Regions from separate parts of the Acanthopagrus latus genome. Here region 1 is linked to region 2. The links are chromatin contacts, called in public Hi-C maps. All regions are on one chromosome and are shown on one strand. The core of a region is the stretch at or near the end of the contact, and the rest is flanking DNA. Distances in the headings are between cores, read along the strand shown.

Region 1 (6,400 bases), core at 1,013-3,512, 150 kb before region 2:
ATCATATCATATCATATCATACCATATCATATCATGGTTTCATCTAGTGCATGTTCACCTGAAACTAAGAATCTTTTTTTAGTCAGAATAAGCCTTCAAAATCTACAGGAAGCGGGTCCTCTCCTGTGGAGTCCAGACCAACGGACAACTTGAACACTGACTCTGCAGACGGCCTTTCACATTTTCAGTTAGAGGAATAGGGGAAGAGATTAGTTTTACCAGGATATAGAAGACATGACCCTCCCTCCTCTAGCTCTGACTGGTTTAGCCTCATAGTCTTACCCTAACCTGAAACAATCTCCTTTCTCATACCTAAACAGGTAGCAGTCATTCAGAGGCAGAGTAGGATGGGTCATGACTTTGCCAAGCTTGGAAATAAAACTCATTGTGTAAGGGAGGCTGTGGCTCTGGATGCTAAACTGGTTGTAATCAGTAACTTTGACACTAGATGCCACTATATCCTAAAAATTCTTGTCACGCTGGACCATTAAAGTTAATGGAGTTAATGGAAACGAAGTGAACATCTTAGGAAATTGGACACATGTCATCAACTAATGAGGATCATGTGATATGATCAGAGGCACGAGAACATGTTCTCACTGGACAGTTTTGTTCCCCCCCGAACACTGATCCTCAGCTAAAAACACTTCCTTTTTTTATTCTCCTTTTTACTTTAGGCTTTAAATGAAACTTTCAGATGCATGCTAGTGTTTTGTTTTGTTTTTTTGTTTTTTGTTTTTTTTGCTTGTTTGTTTTTTGTTTTGTTTTGTTTTTTACACCGGCAATGTTAATAAGTGCAGCTGTCCCAGTTAGAATATCAACATTAATCTCTCTTCACTGCTCCTCTTTAACTACATATGGTTGAGTAACTAAACATTGCATATTTTCATTATTGAAATGCAACTGAATACATTCACAAGTACTAAGTATGTACTTGTAATTTTGTATTTTCATTTTATGTAACTTCCTACTTCTACTTCATTACATCTGAGAGGTAAATATTGTTCATTTCAATCCCCTACATTTGACTGACATCATTCGTTACTGGTTAATATATACTGTACCCGTCCTGTCTGTTGAAAACTGTGTATGTACAGATTTGGCGATTTGAAGTGGAATTTTTCTGAGTGAAGGATTACTTGTTTCTTGGTGGGATAAGAGAATTCTGCCACTTCATAATTCTAAATAAACAATCAAAAAATGTGTATTATCTGGTAAACGCGTATAGAAAGCTTTCCAAGAGATACGTGGTTGTCATGGCACAGTGACTCCGGAAACTTGAGATGATCCTATAAAATACAAAGGAAAAAGTTACCGAATTATCTATAAAGTACTTAAAATTGGCACAACCTTGAATATCAACAACAGTAAAATGTAATACACATGCACATAATGCACCAGTAATCTTAATCCAAAGGACCATTAGTGCAGAGAGCACACTTTTACTTTTGATATCTAAGTAGGACTACATTCCACCGATGATGATTAAATATTTTTATTGAAGTAATGATTGAATGCGGGGATTTCACCTGATTTTTTTTTAACAGTATGACATATTTCAGTTCTTTTTCCGCCACTTTAGGTTTTACGAAACTAAGGACAATTTAGCCAGGAAGTGCAGGCTGGCACAACAGAAGTGCAAGTCGAGAAGTTTAAGTCTTGCGACTTGACTTGAGACATGATAACTCGAATGACTTGTGTTCATTTGATGTCTTTTCTTTAACTGGTAGGTCTGGCTCTCTGGATTTTCACTCCTTTAATGTGATTGAGAAGACTGAGTCACAAAAGAACAAATTCAATTCAAACTTTTTGAACAGGTTGGATAAATTGGACAATGATGTCATTATTTGACAGGTATTACTACCTTGTCTTATCTGCCGTGTCTTCTTACCTGACAACGTAAAAATAAAGTTTCTAGAGGAAAGGTGACCTGATTACTCCCAAAACTAACTTGGACTCATTGATTTCAGTCACATGCCTGAAGGTTGTAAATAAAAACACACAGGTTTTTTTTAAAAAAAATGTATCCTATCTTTGAGGCACGTTTCTAAATACATGGTAGAAGCTTTTGTATGTGGTATTGTCCACAACACAGACTTATTAAAAATGATGACCTCCATCTTCCTTCTTGTAAATAATTCTTTGATTTTCACTCCTGCTCTCTTTCGATTTGTTCGATTTGTTCGATTGCGTTATTTCCGGGAGTCATTGAACGCAGCGTGTGGCGTGCGCAAGCGGTCAGCTGACACTGAGCTGTCATGTGGCGTTCAAAGGCGGAGTAAACTGTGAGAATAACAACCGGTGGCTCTGTGGACAAGCAGCACCTCTGTGGTCGACTGTACCTGGTTTGTCTGTCCCGTTCACACGTCCAGCATGGCTTGGACCAAATATCAGCTGTTCCTTGCGGGACTGATGCTCACAACCGGGTCTCTCAACACATTATCGGCAAAGTGAGTAGATTTGATTATATTTCTCTATTGGGATCATGGGTTAATAATTACTTAATGTCACTGTAGGAGACTGAAAGTGTGCTAAAACAGAATTAAACCAGTGTTTTAACAAAAAAGTGTGAATGGACATGAACTGTGGGGCTTGTCAGCGAAACAACTCTTTAGCTAAGTTATCGAACAAAGTCGCTTATTACGTTTTTGTTTCGTAGTATTATCAGGTTACTAGCCCTCTTGTAGTTGTAGCTGCTGTTGCTGCTAGCTCCTAGCTAAACAACAAGCTAATGGAATGTTAGCTTGTTAGCTTTCAGAGCGGTCGATTTAAACATCCCTGTGTGTAATGAGACGCTACATGTATCCGGAGGCTTGTTTAACTGATGTTAAGGTTATTGACAGCTTGATAAGATAGCTGACAGGAAACTGGCTCTTCAAACAAGCTTTATCTAAAGTAAAATGTCGCGGTTATCCAATTAAACTGCTCTGTAGCTGCATAATGCATTATCATGAGGTACCGGTATCTCTGTATGCAAATATGCTGTGATGAGACGTAAGTGAGGTGAAGTACTAACCCAGGTCCGCCTCCTTCTTTGTAGATCACAGGTAAATATAGTAGCAGGTATAAAAGAATAGTCAACATAGATGTCAGAGCTGCAGCCAGTCCTAATTTTATTAATCTGCAGTGTTAAAAAAACATCTCAGAAAATGATTCACATTATTTATCCTCACAGACCACAAAGGGCCATCTTCAGCTGGCTTGTTTTGTGCAACCAATTGTTCAAAATTCACAGACACTCATTTTGCAATGTTCTAAAACAGATACAAGCAACAGATCCTCGACTCTAAGAAGCATGAAACTGTAAAAAACCACATTTAATCTGATAAGTCGTTCAACAACCAATTTCAGGTGGCAGCAGTATACTCATTTCAAGGCACGCTGTGGTATGAGAGCCGACATTTAAAATACCATGCACATTTGCTTATCTGCAGTTTTGAACGATAGTGATATAAAAGCAAAACCATCGCATTTGAGAAGCCATAGTAAGATAATGTTATGGTATTATTTCTTGATGGATGATATGAATTATTAATGACTAACTGTTGCAATTCAGTTGCCTTGTATTCTTGTCTCAAAAGGAAGAGGCTCCAGAAACCAGCTCTTTTTTTTTTTTTTACTTCTCTAATAATCTGTGATGTCAGCTCTCTTACCGCCTGACACTCGCTTTTTCTGCCTTTTGTGTGGGTTTTGTCAGCTGAGCAAACCTTATGAATCACAGTTCGAGCGCATCGTGTGGAGTTGATGCGCCTGACAAAACAAGCTGTGTCATGTTTTCTTAGAGAAAGACTAAAACAACTATTGGGTCGGGTTCCACTCCGGCGCCGCCTCACTGGTTTTGAAGCCCCATCAGCTGAGATCAGTTACAGCGTGTAGGTTGATAGTTTTGGTGCAACTTTCACTGGGAGACACGCGCCACCGTAGGAAGTCATATAACCCACACACATTGTCTCTGAATAAAAAGGGAACGTCTGGTTCAGCCAGCCGGCCCAGTTCTAGTTTCTAATATTATATTCATGAGCTCGGCAATCATTGCATGTGGAGGAAGTGCTGTGTCATCACGCCGTAGGACCACATTCCCTTGTCTTGCATTTTTAAATGCAGACAGGACGCTCACATGCTGCTCATGCTTCCTCTGACTGTCTGACTGCAAAAGTCAACGGGTTATATAAAAAGTGACTCCAGTACTCATTAACTGAACACGTTACCCTGATCAAATCATATGATCGAAACTTTATGGAAACTGTAGTGTGGCCAAGTGTAATATCCAAACCGCAGCAGCTGCGACCTCTTCATGAAAGTACAATGTGTCAGAACAGACCATCAGGGCTCAAGATGAGCACCAACCACCTGTCGAATGTTGGTTAGATATTGAGTTGTAAAAATATGTTCTTATCTGACAGATGGGCTGACATGTTCTCAGCGAAAGGTTGCCATGGCGATCCTGAACATTCATTCTCCCACCCGTTCGTCCAGGTAAGGCAGCAAACTGCAGGTGACGATGTTGTGTCACACTTGAGGTACAATTATCAGATCGTGTCAAAAGAGACGCGCCAGTCCAATTTTTTTTTGTTTTCATTTTTAATGATACCTGAATTTTATCATCTGACAAAACTGATAAAATCCATTTTGATATTAGCTTTATACAGTACACATTACAACACTACAACAGTTTGTCTCACTTTTGTGTGTTGAGAGAATAAAATATCTCCAGTTGGTATAAAACTGTCACTCCTTCACTCAGTTGAGGATTTACTGATGTAATGTTACTCAAGCTCTGCCTTTATGACTTATTCTTGGGGACACAAAACTCTTTGTAGACCTGTTTGATTACTGATTAATTCATACATATGTGCTGCAACATTTTGACTGTGGGCTTGAAATTGCATTATATATATTTATAATATATGAAAAACATCAGACTATGGAATCTGGATCTGTACATTGAACAGTGACATCAGTCCTGTATCCCACAGTAGTATGTCAGTATCAGCACCTGATAACGATGTTGGATCAGATCAGCACCAACCCCGCTGCTCACGTTGTCATGTTTACCTATACATTGTTGGTCAGATAGCTGCTGAAGTACAACAACATTTGCAGATTTTGGCTCAGCTGCTTGTGTTCCATGAACAATGAACTGCGTGATTGTTTGGTACCTTTAATTGATTAGAAAATCTGGTTTAATAGAAAAACGTGTTTCATAAACTTATTTGATTGTTCCATTGTCAGACCAAGTTATGTATCAATAGTAGGATATTCAAATATATATGTCTCGTACTTTAAACATACATTATGTAAAATCTCTGCATTAAAATGTCTAAACATGAAAAGATCGTTGCTATATAGTTTGTGTAGTTTTGCACTTGCATCGTCCCAAATGTCCCGACAGTGTTCAAACCCTGAGAAATATTCAAGTTAACTCAAAGTAGCGTTTGAGCGTTTCATCCGCCCACATGTGACTGTAACTTCTGGGGAAACACCAGAAAGCGAGGAAGGAATCTGGCAAACAAGATGAAACATTGCTTGAATACATTTTTTTATTCATTACCTCGTCTGGGAACATTTCTGACTGAGTCACGTCAGATTTTGATTAGCAATGGTGGTTGTTCACCAATGAAGAATGCAACTCCCATGATCCCACACAACATACCTAATAAATGTATTTTGTTTTCATTGTTTTGATTGAGGGACCCCTCGCAGCAGATATATATAGATCAATATGTTTACTCAAATAAATGCTGCTGACCTGTCAGGACTCAGGCCCATCTTGAAAATCAAGCGGTGCATCTGAAAAGACTTTCTTTAAACAAATCCAACCAGTAACTGTTTTGTCAAAAATCTAATTATAATTATCTAATTACCTCTCAGGCAGTGGGGATGTTTCTGGGTGAGCTGAGCTGTCTCGCCGTCTTCTACATCTTACTTTGCCATGACAAACGTAGGCCACAGCCCACAATGAACCCCGGCCAGAACTTCAACCCTCTCCTCTTCTTCCCACCCGCCATGTGTGACATGACAGCTACCTCCATCATGTATGTTGGTAAGTGAACTGCAGCTTTTTAGCCTTTTTCTGCTAAAAACGGTAACAAAACTTGTTTGAAGTTGTTTCTATTGTATTTATGAGGGATGTGACTTTCTGAAAATATATGGTAAGGTCTACTCTGCCCTTTAAAAGAGCAACTGTAAGGTCTGCAAACAAACAGAATAGATTATTTTCTGTTTAAAGAATCCTTTGGTCAGGAAAAGTCAAAGATAGTGTTGTTTTTCTCAGTGTTACGGCCTTTCACCTTCATTTGGCAATATCGTGGAAAAGAAAGCATACAGATCTAAAATTAACTCGTATCCATCCTGTATAAACTCAGCGTTTTTTTTTTTAATTGGTTTTCAGCTCTCAACA
Region 2 (6,490 bases), core at 2,565-5,064:
AGAGTCTTTACTGGCGTGGAATCTTGTGAAGTGCAGCGCAGGCCACCAGTCTTTTCTTGCAGCCATTTTTTCAGAGACAACATCCTTCCAGTCCTCTCTGATTTAACACACAAATGTGCAGAAAAACAACAATAAATGACACATCAAAAAAAGGCTAACGTGTCCAAAAATAGTTTCAATTTCTCAAACACTGCTCACGTACTGTAACTGTAATTTCTGAATAATGGCTTTTAATCTCTTCCACACGTCCAGGTTGCCTCTCCAGCAGGCAAAGTCCAGCATTTCAAGAATGACTCCTAATGCTTTCTGGTGGTCACTTTTTTTCTCTGTGGAAAACAAAACACAACAATAATGGACATCATGGAACCAAGAAACGTTACACAAAGACATGGATTTAACACATTTTGAGTGTTTTTACCAAAAAAACATAAAAATGAATTTAAATAAAATACAAAAGCCACTAGATGTTTCCAGTTTCAGTCACTTCATCAAACAGAACTCAAATTAAACTTTTTCTCACGTGAATTTGAATTTTTATATCAATAAAAACCTGATAAGATGTAACTTTTAGGCCACATCATAGATATTTAATTTAAATCAAACCTGCTTTTACCTGACTGAAGCAGGAGAGAGCTGTACTCCAACATCAGCTCATGGCTTGGGACCAACACATGAAGGACCTGCAGTGTGAAGAAGAGAAATTTTAAGGACAAGTTTAAACAAAGGTTGTATCATAACTTGTACACAGTTTGACATCATTACACTTTTATATCTGTCTTTAAAATATCAGCAATACACAAACTGAAATACTGTTTACAGTATCAAAGCCCGTAACCCAAACTAGGAACAAGCAATAACTCAATAACGTATACAAGCATGAAAAGATACACTTCATTTTTAGCTACAGTGCTTTTAATAAACAGTTGTACCTTCAGTACTTTAATCAGCTTCTTGTCTGTAGCATTATGCCGCTTTAAGTACTGGTACAGGTAGACATGTGCGTTGGGATTGGGTGGGAAAGTGTCATCATAAGCATAATCATTCAGGACTTTTAAAGCCTCCTCGTGATCCTCGTAGAACTCCAGCATCTGTTAAAATACATCCACGGTTAAACAATAAGGGAGCAGGGACGTTTCACTTGAATTTGGCCTGAAATTCCACAAGAACAAGTCTGACGGAACATTTGATTTGTTGAACAGCAAGATGTATTGCATTTCAGGAACTGGTAGCAATGAAATGAAGGAAGTATAAATCGATTATCAAGATTGCTGCTGATTTTCTTTCAGCTGACTGATTGCTGCAGCTCGAATCTATTCTGTTTCACTGTGTGATATTACTTGTATATGCTTCTTTGATTAAATCAAGCAGCTGGGATTGAGTGCTCACCTCAACATAACTCAGTATGAAGGGATCCCAGACTCCAGGATTTTTCAAAATCTCCTTTAGATTCACGGAGGCCTGTCTGAAGTAGCTGTGCATGTCTTGGTTGTCACCAGTGTCATGATGATCTGAGAACAGAAGGACTAGTTTACTCTGCGTTTGAGACAAAAATATTCCATCGCACCAGTGGGCATTTAGTCAAAAGTCTCTAAAACTTTTTTTTTTATATGAGTAGTTGCTTTGTCTGATCACAAGGTGGCAGTATGAGATCACAGAGGAGCTTGCAGCATGTCTTGGTAATGGATATAAATGAATAATAGATGCTTTGGTTGTCAAGAAGTGTCTCATATTACCAGTTTTGGAGTGTGTGAACTTTTTGTCACACCAGATGATGTAATCCAGTAAACTCCTGTAGGCCTGGATCAGTTTAGTGTTCTGATACTGAGCTGCTGACTCCTTCCCATGCCTCCAACTCTCAGCAACAGACAGCTGATGCTTTGCATCCTCGATGTGGCCGTTGAGCATCAGGTGGAATGAATGTTCCAGACAGATCTACAGACGCAAAGCGACACGTCTCAAATGTGTTGAAGTAATGTAAAAATAAAGTAATTCAACATGGCAGTGCACTATGTCGTCAGGTCTACCAGCCAACATACCATCAGGTAATGTTTAACTCCAGAGTGTTTCATTCGTTCATAGATGTTGTTGTAGTCTTCCAGCCTTGAGTTTGGGTGATGGTGAAGGATCTCAGTGCTGATTCTCCAAATAAGCTGGGTTGGAAGTTGCAAAAAGAGATTTAATATCAAGATGATTTATCAGATTGTTTAGCTAACCAATACTTTATTCATTAAAAGGACTCAAATTGTTTGCAATCTCTGCAAAGCTATTTTGCCTGGAGTACTGTAAAATGTTAACCATTATGTTTTTAGAAAAAGGGCTCTTGTGGCAGTAACTGGACTGTTACATTAAAAATAGTGTCTCTATCCCAGTCTGCATGATACAAAACAGATTAACACAGACAAAACCAAATCTACCTCTTTAGACTGCTGAACTGCGCTGTGGGTCGTGTTCTCTAACATTTGCGGGTAACACGCCATGTACTCCGCTGCCTCTTGCCATCTATGATGCAGCAGGGCGTCTCTGATCTGCTCCAGACAGCCTCGCGTACTCCGGTGAAACCCGGTTTCCTTCAGTGTCTCTAAAGATAAAAATCAAAACAATAATTTGATGACATAAATTGCATTTGTCATAAACATTATTACCTATAGGCACAAAGTGATGTGGGACTTTTAATGGTGATATCAATATGGATATTTAAAAGGGTAAAAAATGACCGATGGACCTTTTTTACTGAAGCACATAACAGAAAGGAACATTTTCAAAAAGGATCCTATAAATTGTGACTACTTTGCACCAAGGTCTCTTGAAAAATGTACAGAGATATCGTTATATATCTTCAATAGGTTAATGTAAGCAGATCAGTCCCTCTTAAAAGGGTTCTACATGTAAGTAGAGCAACGTATGTAAGTACTGTACAACTCACCTTCACAAATGGGATTAACCAGAGGGAGCTTTGACTTCTTAATTCCTATTGAAGAGTTGTCATCAGAGGAATCCTCTAAGTCGTCGAGAGGCCTGAGCTCTTTTTCCAAGTCATCCATTATCAGCCACAGAGACTCAGCTGAGATAGCTGCCTTTTCTCCTGCGGTGTAAAAAGATATTCGCGTCAGTGAGCGACTTACTAACAAGACGTAAATATTCCCCAGCCTCAAGCACCATGAATCATGAATGTTTAACTGTTGCTTTATCAATCATTTAAAGTCCAAGCTGATGTTTTCAGATTGCTTTTCTGTATGACCAACAATCAACTAACCACTTAATCGATGTATCATTCATAGTGTGGAGTTCATTAAGGTGTAATAGCACACTGACACACAATGAAAGACCAGTGGCAGCGTTTTAGTAGTCAGTTAACAGTAACTTCATTCTACATTTGTAAAGGTGTTTTATTTGAGGCCAACTCACGAACTAATAGCTTTGTTAGCAAAGTGTTGAATAAACGTTCCCCCCGACAAACTATCCCTAATAAATCAACTACACCAAGATGACGTGTATTTCGACAGGAAAGACATATGCAAACTTATCTCGGGTAAAATAAGTGCAGCTCAGTTCCTACCTGCTGAGGGGTAACGCCACTCAGATATCACTGGAAGTAAACAATGTGCAGCTGCTAACCAACGGCTAAGCTAACCTGCAACGGGAAGCTAACACTCAAGTCCAACACGAGGTGCCGATTCAGACTTCGAATATCTGTTATTCTTGCGAAAAAAGACAGTTATAGAGCTGTTTCTTGTATTGAAGACTGGTGGCAGGTCCACATGTAGAAAGCTATTCAATACAGTAGCAAGGGAAGTAGAGAAGAAAGCTACACGATTATTGGTTATTATGACCGGAAGAGGCGGGACACATTCTTCTTCGTCTTCTTCTTCTTCCTCTTCTTCTTCTTCTTCTTCCAGAGGCCAGTGCTATCTATCTATCTATCTATCTATCTATCTATCTATCTATCTATCTATCTATCTATCTATCTATCCAGTATCCAGACTGAATGTAATTGTTTATTGGCAAAATATATTTTTCAAAGGACACTAGTTACTATTTTCTATTGAGTATGATAACATTTGCTGCCCAAAAACATTATTTCTCAGGGTGGATGGATAATACGCCACCTGCAATTGATAGCTGGCACAAACTGATGTTTGAGGTAATACCAATGGAATATCTAACATACAGATTTAAATGTAAAATGGATATTGTTTTTAAAGACACTCTACTTTAGATGTACTGTTTAAAATACTGACAACTATTATGTTGAAAGGAGAGCTGTATGGCAACAAAGAAAATTTTTAGGGTGTGAGATGGATAGTACTAGTATTTGTTATTCAAATGTATAATTTCTTATTTTGTCTTCTCTGTCTTTAGATGTTATTTTGTTGAAAACTGCCAACTGTAATGGGACTTAGCTTTTCCTTATCCATGTGTGCATGGAGACTGTGATAATGTGGCTGTTGTTTGTTGTGTTGTGGTTATTTGTCTTTATGTTGAAAAGCATAATAAAGATACCCTGAGATAAGACATTTATTTCCTTATTTTTTTTGTAATTCTCCTTTCTGCTTTCTCTGGCTGTTAGGTGGAATTATTAAGTATTGTGTTTTTTGTTTGTCTTATTTGTTATTGTTGTTGTTAACAATAAACATCTTAATCTTCGACTGTCTTGAGTCTAAACTACACATGGGCGCTGGGGATGATTTATGACATTAAGATGCACCAGTTTAAATGTAATAAGTGAATAGTCATAGACATGTTGTATATAACAAGGAACCCAGTTTCTCACTCTCACAAACCCAGTGTTGTGCATAATGCCTGGATGTGTGTTGGATCCATCAGCGTTGAGGCAGATAGTTTCTCTGTCACTGCATCTATCTGGCATATTGTTTCCCACAGTCCCTTGAAGCAGCCTGATCCCTGCTGCTGTGAAAACCTCTCCGTGCCTACACCCAGCCGGATCTGATCTGCTGACGTGTCGGCTCCTTGTGGCCAGTGCTCATGCTCCAGCAGCAGAACCAAGCCAGTCCACAAAACTGCCAACATGGCAGCAAAACACTTCTACCGACAAGGATTTTTATTACTTTTATTTAATTTTATTTCCACCGCAGCCTTGGAGAAACGTTTCTCCGACTTTAAAAGATGTGCCGACGAGGAGTGCAGCAGTAAGTTTCCAGGCTTGTCGGGACTGTTAGCTCAGCGGGTCTTCAGGGATGCTTCCTCCCGTATCCCGATACTACAGCTAGCCATAAACTGCGCCTTATCTCTTGACCTGTTGCCAGTCGATATTTGCTATCTGTAAATCCTCCGGGAGTTGTTGTGATGCTGTTGAGCTGTGTGCTGCTTATTAAACCCACGGGAGGCTAACATTAACGTTAGTCTTTAACCTGGGAAGGTTATTCGCTCAGACGCAGCCAGAGTTGGCTGGTTGCCTGGCAGCTCCGGCCTGCCTCAATGGATCGATAGTGAAGCAGCTAATGCTAGCAGCTAGCTAATTAGCCACCGGCCGGCTTGTTGGGTAAAAACTCTGCTAGCGCCTGAATAAACAATAGTTAAGATTAGCTAACAAAGTACAAGCCTCGCTAGCTCTATTGCTAAGCAACACTGGCTTTGGTTGTGACTTCTTACCTTTATGCTAAAGCTACTCAGCGCAAACTAACCTCCCTCTGGGCAGCAATTACCTCAAATCTGACGCTAGCTTAAGGCGACAAACTGATGGAGGAATGATACTGTCGTGCTTTTAATACAGGGTTATGTTCCAGGTTGCTTTGTCAGGGAAAAACCAAACATTGGACAAGCCCGGGGGGATTGTTACAGCTGTTGTGACCTAAAATATCCTGGAAGTGTTGACAACAAAACAAAAGGCTTATGGAATTGATGAGAAACAGTTTGATCATGAAGACATATCATCAGGGAAAGCTGGTTGTAAGTCATAAAAGATTAGACTGATTAACACATTAAACAAAGGCGCTACTAGATTACTTATTTTGATATTCATTCCTGTTTTATGAGATGTTTTTTAACCAACATAGGATGACTTAAACAAGGAAATTTAGGTTTTAATAGCTACCCCCACATGCCACTTAAACAATGCGTGCAGATAACTCTTTCCTTGTTTGTGACAATGTTGGATTTCTGGCTGTTACATTAAACCTCCAATCAATGCATCTCTATTTGCATTTTGTCTGGATGTGTCGTGGGAATGCATTTTATTATTTGGCATTTGGCTTTCGTGAAATAAGCAGTACGAGAGAAATATCAATTAGATAAAGCATACCTTTCTGAAATGATGCTGACGCTTGATATTTTGCCTTACAGTGCTTCTTTGTCGGGGAAAAGCTGTGGCAGATTTCTCAGGACCAGACTGTCGGTTTTTGTCCTTCAAGAAATCTGAAACTATCTATGTATACTACAAATTGTCAGGCAGAAGGACCGACATGTGGGCCGGAAGTGTAAGTATGCTATGGTTATTATTTAATCCGGAGAGGAAACATCTAAGTTCAGGCTG

What was found. A called contact is a pair of places that touch in the nucleus more often than the background predicts.
Region 1: a Hi-C map of muscle shows a contact between it and region 2, with 6 times the contacts expected there. The contact joins the promoter of slc35f6 here to the promoter of taf1a in region 2. A contact is called at or near these places in 2 of 4 Hi-C or Micro-C datasets (liver and muscle).

Annotation. Positions count from the first base shown.
Region 1 is chr22:12,540,605-12,547,004 of fAcaLat1.1, reverse strand. slc35f6 (solute carrier family 35 member F6) reads left to right here and starts at 2,262. Exons shown (of 6, transcript XM_037087352.1): 1 at 2,262-2,450; 2 at 4,404-4,476; 3 at 5,872-6,043; 4 at 6,392-6,400. The coding sequence starts at 2,374.
Region 2 is chr22:12,392,275-12,398,764 of fAcaLat1.1, reverse strand. taf1a (TATA box-binding protein-associated factor RNA polymerase I subunit A) reads right to left here and starts at 3,814. Exons shown (of 11, transcript XM_037085602.1): 1 at 3,557-3,814; 2 at 2,924-3,082; 3 at 2,415-2,578; 4 at 2,037-2,150; 5 at 1,734-1,932; 6 at 1,387-1,508; 7 at 930-1,088; 8 at 614-680; 9 at 203-326; 10 at 1-97. The coding sequence starts at 3,041. mia3 (transport and Golgi organization protein 1 homolog) reads left to right here and starts at 4,932. Exons shown (of 27, transcript XM_037085587.1): 1 at 4,932-5,147; 2 at 6,301-6,434. The coding sequence starts at 5,027.